Regions from separate parts of the Mus musculus genome. Here all the other regions are linked to region 2. The links are chromatin contacts, called in public Micro-C and promoter capture Hi-C maps. All regions are on one chromosome and are shown on one strand. Each heading gives the region's core, a stretch centred on a gene start, on an enhancer-like site or on the middle of the called end of the contact. The rest is flanking DNA. Distances are from core to core; before and after follow the strand shown. Region 1 holds the start of Slc8a3 (solute carrier family 8 (sodium/calcium exchanger), member 3). Region 2 holds the start of Ccdc177 (coiled-coil domain containing 177). Region 3 holds the start of Ttc9 (tetratricopeptide repeat domain 9).

Region 1 (3,213 bases), core at 257-2,756, 570 kb before region 2:
TCCACAAGGAGCCCAAATTCAGGATAGGATCACCTTCTGACTTACTAAAGGAACACTGCACTGAGGGTCCCCACCCAAAGAGTATATTTCCTTCCAAGTTCGGGTGCTTTCTACCTCTTGCAGGTACAAGCTCTTTGGACCAAACCTTGTTAAAGAGGTCCTTCTCCCTGGTTGGTGTCAGGGAGCTGGAGGGTTGTACATGCTTTGTGGTATCACACTTTGCTGCTTGTCAGTAGGACTCTACTTGGTCTCCTCCTTTCCCATCCTTGACTCTGCTGCATGTCCTCTTAGGACAGCTGTTTAACTTCTAGACAACAAAGGTCAACCGAAAAGTGGAAGAGTAATTGTGTATATTTCATAGCCTTCTGTGAGGATGGTATCAAACAATGCAACCAAATTCACTGGCACTAACTCTGCTCAGGAGATAGGATACTGTCTGATTCCTCTTATGCTTGGCTTCAGACAGCAGAAGCAGTTTCTGTCCCATCTACACTGGGGTCTATGCAAAAGGCCAGCCTCCACTCTCATTTCACAGCTGCCTGATGACACCAATATGCTGAGGACACGCAATCCCATCCTTAGGCATGTCTGCCCACTCCTCCTGCCACCAGGACCACGCGTGACAAATATAGCAGAAATTACAGGCATCTGATTTAAGGCTGTGTGTGCACTACTCTCGAGCCAAGCCCCAAACCCTAGTTCTGATGCTGCATCAAAGGACCATCTCTGCCTTGGTCTCCAGGCCCAGAGTAAGCAGCAATTTGAAAGGCAGCCCCCTTTTATTTTTAGCTTTAAAAATCACCAAAGCCAACATAGCAGTGCTCACCCAAGCGTCTCTCACAAAGCTCTTGCTTGACTTGGGTTGAGAAAATGACAGGGTGAGTTCTGCACCAAGAAAGGGGGGGGGGGAATAAATGGGAGAGAAAAAGGAGTCGTCGTTGTCCCCCCCCCCCCACACACACACACACATTGCCAACCTCCATCCCCCTCGAGTCTTCCCCTAGGCCTGGGTGGACCTTGCCTGGGTAATCATTCCCTGCTATATTTAAAAACCACAATGTGTTTGGAGGGAACTTAATTTCGGGACTGCGGGCGGTGGCGTCTCCCGAGGACAAGAGGAAAGCCTGTGCCGAGCTTCTTGCCTGCTGCCGGGACTTCAGGACTACCAACTCCCGGGAATCCAGGTCAGGACTCCTTGCAGCTGCAGCCAGCTCCAATGCTCTAAGCTCCAGGCTCAACGGTTGGGTTGGTGGCTTCTTGGTAGGGCTTGCATCTGCATTCAATCTCCTGGGACTCTGCATGCTAGGTCCGTGCTTGGTGTCCCAGGCCCGCTGAGAAGCGCTGTGGAAAACTCCCCTCCGCTCCCGAGGCTAAATATGCGCGGCTTGTCATTCGGTGTAGCTGTCTCCCAGCTGATAGGGTGACGTCGAGTTTGGAGGCTTGGAGATTGGCTTTTTGATTTGGCTCCTTGCGGAGGCTTAATGGGCAAAGCTCTAGGCTCACCCAGAAACCAGCCCCTACGCTCGTCCCCTCTGAGCGCGGCGAGGCCGAGACGTCTCCGGTGGTGACAGTGGGCAAGGCTGAGCCGCGCGCTCCCAGCCCGGGGAAAGCCCGGGCGTCGCGGCAGCCAGCCCCCGCCGGGGTCCCTCCGAGCCGCCAGGGCGCGCCGCGCTGCTCTCCGTCCCACCCCTCCCATAGGGATCCCCAGGCGACCGCGGCCGGGACTCCGGGCCTTGCTTGGGCCACTCGGGCAGTCTCTGCTCCTTGGCTGGACGCCGCCGAGGGTCTGTACAACGCTCCCTGCGCCCTGGCCCCAGCGATCCTGCTCCAGATGCGCTGCCTGGTAGCCCCCTGACAGCTGCTAGCCCACAGCTCCGGGCGGCAGCCGCGGCGGACTGCCATGCCCTGGACGCCGCTGCAGCCGGCCCGCAGCCCGCGGGGGCGATGAGCCGCTGCGGCCCGTGAGGAGCTGGGCGGCGCGGGCATCGTGCACCTTCCTAGCCCGCCTCACTTGCCCATCGAGCTCTGGAGGCTGAGGGGAATCGGTGAGTAATGGGATGAGCCCACAATCCCCAAGCTCTGGAGGACCGCAGAGGCAGGGGACGCCTGCCAAGATCCCAAGCCTGATATTCTCCCGAGAGAGGGTCCCTGGTGAAGAATCATGATAAGTTATTTCTCAAGATCATTCGTATGCGCTGCCTTGCGGCGGGTTTAGTGCCAGAAAAGTGGGGGAGGGTGCCCGGGAAATATGTTGTATATGCGGTGTAGTGGGGGAAAATCTGGGAGGGTGTCTAAGCTAGAGTGCTGGGGGTGCTGCTAGAGATGCCTGTGAGCCATAGTACTGGAAACGTGTGTACAGTCCTGTTTTGGGTTTGATGACTTAGTGGCGGGGTAGCTCAATGAGGAAGCTTCATGGCGGTGCGTGTGTGTGTGTGTGTGTGTGTGTGTGTGTGTGTGTGTGTGTGTCGCGGGTGTCAGGGCGTGTGAGTTCTTGGAGCTGAGTGGCTAGGAGGGGGACCGCGTTATTCCCTAGGCGGACGCGCGCATGCGCGTGACACACACACACACACACACACACACACACACACGAACTCATGCGCGCACACGCATGCACGTACCCCAATCTCGGGACTCCATTGCTGCCTGCCCATAACTGCAGTCCCATTGTATCCCCTTCCCTCCAATCCCAGAGGGCTCTCCAGCCAAGAGCTACCTGGTGATCTGAGAAATCCAGGGCTGCCTGGAGAGCTGTGAAAAGTATATAACTAAGGTCCCCTCCTTTCTTCAACTCTCTCTCTCTCTCTCTCTCTCTCTCTCTCTCTCTCTCTCTCTCTCTCTCTCTCTCAGGCAGGAGCCCTCTTTTAAAGGCCAGGCTGCTTCTGCAAGCCCTGGCTGACCTGCCCTGAGGACCTGAGCCACACTGGGTCAGAGGATAAATAGGATTTGCTAGAGGGGTTTCAGGGAGGGAGGTAGTTTTTCTTTTTCATTCGTTGTGTTTTATTTTTAAAGGGGAAGGGGAGGGGATAGAACAAATGCCTTTAATGCAGTGCTGTAAATTTCCTCACTCACTGCTTGCCTCCTACCCTCTCCCTCTCTTTCTCTTTCTCTTTTGGCAATTAACAAACAAGCATCTGAATGTTTGGTGCTAAGGTTTCCCAGGCAGAAAGATTGAAATTGGGTGCAATTTATCAGAACTGTAGACTGCAGCTGGGC
Region 2 (3,280 bases), core at 589-3,088:
TTTTTTGGTTTTTCGAGACAGGGTTTCTCTGTATAGCCCTGGCTGTCCTGGAACTCACTTTGTAGACCAGGCTGGCCTCGAACTCAGAAATCTGCCTGCCTCTACCTCCCCAGTGCTGGGATTAAAGGCGTGCGCTACCACACCTGGCTAATAAATAAATCTTGAAAGAAAGAAAGGAAGAAAGAAAGAAAGGAAGAAAGAGAGAGAGAGAAAGCGGAAGTCAGGGCAGGAACTCAAGGTAAGAAGACGAGAGGCTGCTGCTTACTGGCTTGCTCCTGAACGCTTACTCAGCCTGCTTTCTTACACACTCCAGAATCACCAGAGGTGAAACCACCCACAATGGGCAGGCACCCCCTCATCAATCGCTAATTAAGAAAATGCAAGTCTTGCCTTCAGAGTAGTCTGGGGGTGCATTTTCTCAGTTGAGGTCACCTCTTCTTAAATGACTCTAGCATGTGTCAAGTGGACAGAAAACTAGCCATCACAGGGACCTTACATAGATGGTGACATCCTCGATCTAGTTCCAGTCCAGACCTCTAGTATGACTTAACCAGCCACCTGTTGGATGGTCCTACTCTAATGACGGAGAGGGGCAACTGCCCATAACTGGCATTCCATACCAGCTAATCTTCCCTCCTGGATCCACGCTTTCCGTGTCTGTCTGTCTGTCTGTCTGTCTGTCTGTCTGTCTCAGCATCCCACTGCTCCAGGCAGCCATCCTTGATCCCTCACTTCACACACTAGAGCCAAGCTTTGAGTGTGGTTCCTTCCACTGTATTTACAAACCCCCACCTTCCTCCTTTCCTACCACCGCTCCCTTTCTGGTTCCAACATTCCCTGTGCTGGGTACCTGCAGTGCCTCCCCAACTGCTTCCTTAGTCTCTTGGGCCTTGCCCTGTTGTTGCTAGAGTTATGTTCCTAAAAAGTCTATCTGCGGCATTATTTCCTTGTTCAAAACCTTCCCTTTCCAAAACAAAACAAAACAAAACAAAACAAAACAAAACAAAAACTTTACTTTCCCCTCATGGTTTCCTTTGTTTGCTTGTTTAGTTTCTCTGTGTAGCCCTGGCTGTCCTGGAACTCTGTAGCTCAGGCTGGTCTTGAACTCACAGAGCTCCACCTGCCTCTGCCTCCTGAGTGCTGGGATCAAAGGCGGGCATCACCACCAACCAGCCCTTCGGATTCTTTAGCATCATAGTTCACCACACTCTCTAATGCTACACCTCCCCCCCCCCCCCATTCCTTGGAGGATTCTAATCTGGGATGTCTTTGGCCACTACCACTCACGATGGAAGGGTAGGATGAGGTGTCATCAAAAAGCACTCATTACATGGCATCGATCAGGATCAGTCTCATCGTATGAAACTAGCGACTCGGAAGCAGCATCCGCTGGTCACTTGTGTTCTGCCGCCTGAACCCGTGTGTTTTTGTCGACTGTTTTTAGTTATTTAGGTGAGCAAACAAGGTAATGGCAATTTCATAATGTGGCATCATTCTTTGTTCTCATTCGTTCTCCCATCTTAGCTTTCCTTAAATAAATAAAAATCACTATTTGGACCAGGTGCCCTCTTTCTACCCAATTACTTGCTGACTTGTTGGTCTGCTTAAGATCCCTTTGAGAAATATACTGATTCCTTCATTGTACCCGCCTAAGGTGCCCAAAGACTAGATTTCTGGTGATAACTGCTATGTCCACATCTCTCTGTATTACGTATGTATGCATGCATTCATTTATATGCATACATGTGTAGTTACTGTATTTTTAATTGCTTTGTCGTCCTCTAAGCAAAGAAATGAATACCCTTAAGTGGCCACCAGGAGGCGCCAGGAGCAGCGAGAGACCTGCGGTACCTTGGCGGTAGAGGTGGAGATGGATGCAGAGGCGAGGGAAGAACCCAGCTTCCTTTTTTAAGAATCAGTTGTGAGCAAGGGAGCAGAGCTACGTTATTTTAGGGAGACTTTGTCGCACTCCCCCTCCCCCGGGTAGGTAGCGTCTGGGATGTGTGCTCCCAGTTCGTAGTCTCCCATGGAGAGACGCTGGCTGCTGCAGCCGGCAGTAACCCGACCCCGCCGGCGCAGGGACTGAAGAGGCGCCGGGGAGAGCAGCGAGAGGCGAACAAAAGCCCTCGGCAAGGGGGCCGGAGCCCGGACCTGGGGTAAGTGAACCCGCTCGGAGACCTAGCAGCTCCCAGAATGGAGCGGCAGGGTTTACGGCGCTCTAAGAGCCCACTCCCCTGAGATGCGGTGCGGAAACTGGTGAGCATCAGCGGCTGATGTCTGAGTCCACCATACTGGGGTTGATGGTACCTTTAACTACACATTCGGCCTTGGAGATCGGGTGCATCTGGGAGGATTCAGGTGCCTTGTGCATCTTGAGCAAACACCGGGTGGGGGCTGGAGGAAGAGGAAGGCAGAGAGCTCCCAGCAAGCCCCGCTGGAGAGGCTGGAGAAAGAATCCATCACTCCACTCGGAGAAGCCTTTGGAGACTCTTTTCAGCCCTTCCATCTCCCGGGGGCCCTGCGCTCCGGGTCCTTTTGGTAGAGAGAAATCAACCATAAACTTCTTCCTAGGCAACTGGGGCCCTCGCAGCAATGCACTTTGGCATGCACAGGCCCCTTCCCCTTTTGTGTTCTTGCAAAGCTGCATCCCAGCAGCCCGCCTAAGCTACAAACAAATAGCTAATCCTCCGGGGAATCCTCCAGCGCCTCCCTCGCTGGCTGCAGCCTTCCTTGCACTTCAATCTTTGCAGGAAGGGGATGCAGCTAGTGGGCCTCACGCCAATGTGGTCTCCTGAAAGGCCCTGCATTCTAGGTCTGAGGGAGACTGAGGCTGCTGTCTAAGGCCCAGCGTCCCCCCACCGCAACTGCCCAGCCTGAGTTTTTGGGGCATCAGTTTTAGGATTTACGTTCCATCAGGCCCCTGAGCCTAATCTGAAATCGGATTAAGTTGGGAGGGGTAAATATGGCTGAGGAGGGAGGAACAGCTCACAGATCCTCTATGTCCCCCCGCCCCTCTGTCATCTCAGGGACTCCAACAAAGAACGAGGTTCAGCTATGGTGGACCCGGTGCCAGAAGAGGAGAAAGAGGGAGCGGAGCCCGGTGGCTCTGAAGGGGATGAGGCCACAGCGTCCGAGCCCCCCGATGCCCAGGGAGCCCAGCAGCCGGCTGCCTCCTCGGCCTCCGCCTCCGCGGCGGCGCCCCGTAAGGCTGAAGTCCCCTGCGGGGCAGAAGGTGGACGTCGGGAGCAGTCTCCGTTGCTGCACCTCGATCTCTTCAATT
Region 3 (3,448 bases), core at 712-3,211, 870 kb before region 2:
GGGAAACCAGAGGAATCAAGTATCCTTTTATGGATTCACCTATTCCATCCTTCTGTGCCATTATTTTCTCTGGTGCCATTATTTGTAATACTAGGGCCAGTGTCACCATCTCTGTAACTGCCCTTGGTTTACATGTGTAATTCTTAACGTGTGTAAGCTACCTCACACCGTGTCTTCCCAGGCTGGGTTTCACCCTAGTAAAGATGACCTGATAGGGGCATGGCAGCACAGGGGTAGAGCACTTGCCTAAAGATGACCTCAAACATGACAGAATGGGAAGGCGGAGGGAAGCTGGTGCTCAATGCCCAAAGCCAACACAGCAGATCTACATTTCTGAATGGACCATAGTTGTAGTCTTTCAACCTCCAGATGCATCCATCGTCACCCCGCCCCCACCCCCTAACAGGCCATACTTAGTTCAAGCAACTTTCAAGGTTAGAAATGAAGAAATGCCTTTTATTCTAACAGAGAGAGGCTTGACTGTGCCCCAAACCATACACACTAGGTGGGAAAAGTAGAGGGTGGTTGCGTCACTGTAAGGCAGTTGTTTATATCGCTGTTTGCCACATTTCGCAGGAAGTCCTTCGAAAGCCTCAGCGTTTTCCTTTTTTACAGACTTTACATTTTCTATAATGCACACACACACACACACACACACACACACACACACACACACACACACTTAGCCTCATCCCTAAAGCACACCATGGAAGTACACCTTCAGCCCAACAGAAGAGCCTTAGGCAGGAGACTAAGAATTCAGCAGGGCTAAGGACCAACCATGAACTCAGAGCCCTGAGACTGCTGGAGCAAGACCCGGAGAGAAGAAAGTAGCATTTTGGAATCCATTTTACTCAGGACATCCTGAAAAAAAAAAAAAATCCCCTTTGCTACTGGGGCAGGAGAACTTGAGGGAAGGCCTGTTTCCATCTGGTTACTTAAGGGAAGACATAGGTCAACTTTAAAGCCAGTGACACCCGAGTGAGACAGACAGGTGCATGAGCTAGCCTTAGAGCCCATGGCTTGTGCGGTATCTCTGGCTTCTTCTATCTCTTCAGTTTGAACCCAAGTGAGCAGTAGCAGTCGCTGACAGGCCCGCTGGGTCGCCCTCTGTCTGCCCGGTCATTTATAGGCAAGATTCACCATGTTTGCAAGGGAAGAGACTCAAGATGACTATGGCCTTTGGAAGACATCATCTTGAAAGTCACACTTTTTCTCAAGCGCCTCCCTCCCAGATCTCCCCAGAGCACCACTGTCACGGGAGGGAGTCTGCACCGCGGTGTGCCTCAGCGGCGCTCTGGGATCCAGAGAGACTAGGTTGGGAAAGCTGGGGACGGGACGCGTGGCCGGGCGGGGCCCCTGGAGGCCCGGGGAAGGAGAGGAGGGGGTGCGGCGGGGCGCGGCTTACCTGCCAGGCTGTTGTAACAGTCGATCTCAATGGCTTCAACCGTCTTGCTCTGCTCCTCTGAGAGGCGGCTGGATTTGGGAACCCCTGCCGAGGAGGCTGGCCGTGCGTCCCGCTCCTCTTGTGACGGCAGCAATCCCTTCAGCTCCAGCAACGCCCGGTGGTATTTGCCGATGGCTTCGCGGAATTTCTTGTCCTTGTAGCACTGCGCCCCTTGGCTCTTGAACTCGTGTGCGCGCCGGATAAGCTCCGCGGGCTCGGCCGCCGTTCCAGCCTGGCCCCGCTCCGGGGCTCCTCCGCCGCTCGGGACGCACGGCGGCGGCACGGGCCGCGGTCCCTCACCCAGCGCAGGCGGGCTAGGGTTCCCCGAGGATCGGGCCGCCAAGCCCTTCCTCTCCATCCGGCCGCCGCCCGCGCCTAGAGCGCGTCGCGATCCGGGCTTTAAAAGCGCGGAGCGCTGGCTTCGCGCCCCGCAGACTCTGCCGCGGCCGTTACCCTGGGCGCCGCGCGCTTGCCCCGCACTCCCATCCTTTTCGCCAGCCGCCCGAGGCAGCTCCCTCCTCCTGCGATCGCTCCCCTCCCAGCTCCCTCCCCCGTTCCCTCGGCGCCCGCCCTCGTCCCCGCCCTTTTCTGCTCCCGCAACCTGTCCCCGCGGGCTACCGGACCCTGTGCGAGCCTGGCCGTGGTGCAGGGGACAACGGGCCCGACTGGGGTGGTGGTGATTGTCGCTGACCCGGAAGAAGCTGGGCTTGCTCAAAGGAGGGGAAGATTAGCGACAAAGAGGGCCCCCTGGTTCCCATTCATCCAGCCTTCCGAGGCGCGCCGTGGCCAAAAGAAGCTATGGGGGAGGGGTGTGTGTGTATGGGAAGGACTGGGAGGGGGGGGGGTCACCTCAATAGCTTTCTTTAGGACTAAAGAGAAAGGTGCGCCAGGGAGCAAGGAAAATAAGCAGGTGCCACTGCTTGTTTTGTTTGCAGTAAGACATTACTATTTTAGGTGGCAGAGCCTCGCTTTTGTGGATCCAGGTTGTCGCTGAGGTGTGTCTCCCGGGCGCCCAGGACACCGGGTGCACGTCTGCGTGCCTGGCGTTGTATTCCGGGAGACTGTGTGTGCTTACGCTATGTGCGTGCGCAGCTATGCAGAATGAATCACAGAAGCGGAGATGGAAACACCTGTTACTGTTGGTCATCAGGCTTGGCGGGCACAGGGTTCCAGTTTCCATTACTGGACAGTTACGCACCCTTCCTGGGGAGGCTCCTTCTTTCTTTCCCTCTGTCAGTGAGAGTGTCAGCTGTATGCAGGAGATTGGCTGAGCCACACACAGGCAGATGAAAATAGGCAAGTTACAGCCCCCCCCCCCCCACCACACACACACCAAAAGAACCCAGTTTACTGCTGGAAGATACAATTCCCACTAGCAATCACAGAAAGCGCTGTGGAGCCCTGGGAATTCCTTACAGGGTAATAACATTTGAAGACCCCCCAAAGGATGGGCACAGGGAAGGAGTAAAATACCAGACAAAGCAAGAAAGCTCTCAGAGCTGTAATGTTGGACACCTCAGACATATTTAAGGCCTAAAGGTTTGACTTTATGGCTTTCCAAGTGAGAGGGATGCCAGGGGTTTCTGAATAAAGCATTTGGATTTGGGTTTATAGGCAATGAAGAGGATAGATACATTTTTAGTGATATTAAGGGAACGAAAAGATGCTCTTAATGTGATTTTCAAAGGGTGTTTCCCAGATCCGCAGCATCAACATCTTCTGGAAATTATTATATGCAAGCTCTAAGGACATAGTCCAGATTGTCTAAAACAGGACCCTAGCCTTGGATCCAGCAATCGGTGCTTCTGTAGCTCCAAGAGGAGCTCAGAGACAGTGCTGTGAAAACTTCCTACTCAGGTTTTGGACCAGCAGAATGAGCATCACTGATGAGCCTGCAAGAAGTGCTCCGGGTGCAAGACTGCCAGCCCACTGACCCAGAAGTTGCACTTTAACAAGATTGACATAATATGGCCACACCCGCTGTTCTGCACTAGAAGTTTA

Evidence for each region. Promoter capture Hi-C pulls out the DNA fragments that hold promoters and counts their contacts. Hi-C and Micro-C count contacts between places; a contact is called where the count stands out from the background.
Region 1: a contact with region 2 is called in a Micro-C map of embryonic stem cells, with 4 times the contacts expected there. The contact joins the promoter of Slc8a3 here to the promoter of Ccdc177 in region 2.
Region 3: a contact with region 2 is called in a promoter capture Hi-C map of hippocampal neurons, with 4 times the contacts expected there. The contact joins the promoter of Ttc9 here to the promoter of Ccdc177 in region 2. A contact is called at or near these places in 2 of 39 promoter capture datasets (embryonic stem cells and hippocampal neurons) and 1 of 484 Hi-C or Micro-C datasets (embryonic stem cells).

The regions. Positions count from the first base shown.
Region 1 is chr12:81,331,473-81,334,685 of GRCm38.p6, reverse strand. Slc8a3 (solute carrier family 8 (sodium/calcium exchanger), member 3) reads left to right here and starts at 1,506. Exons shown (of 7, transcript NM_001167920.1): 1 at 1,506-2,045.
Region 2 is chr12:80,759,273-80,762,552 of GRCm38.p6, reverse strand. It overlaps Ccdc177 (coiled-coil domain containing 177), which reads left to right and starts at 1,838. Exons shown (of 2, transcript NM_001008423.2): 1 at 1,838-2,156; 2 at 3,027-3,280. The coding sequence starts at 3,055.
Region 3 is chr12:81,629,762-81,633,209 of GRCm38.p6, reverse strand. Ttc9 (tetratricopeptide repeat domain 9) reads right to left here and starts at 1,961. Exons shown (of 3, transcript NM_001033149.3): 1 at 1,409-1,961. The coding sequence starts at 1,805.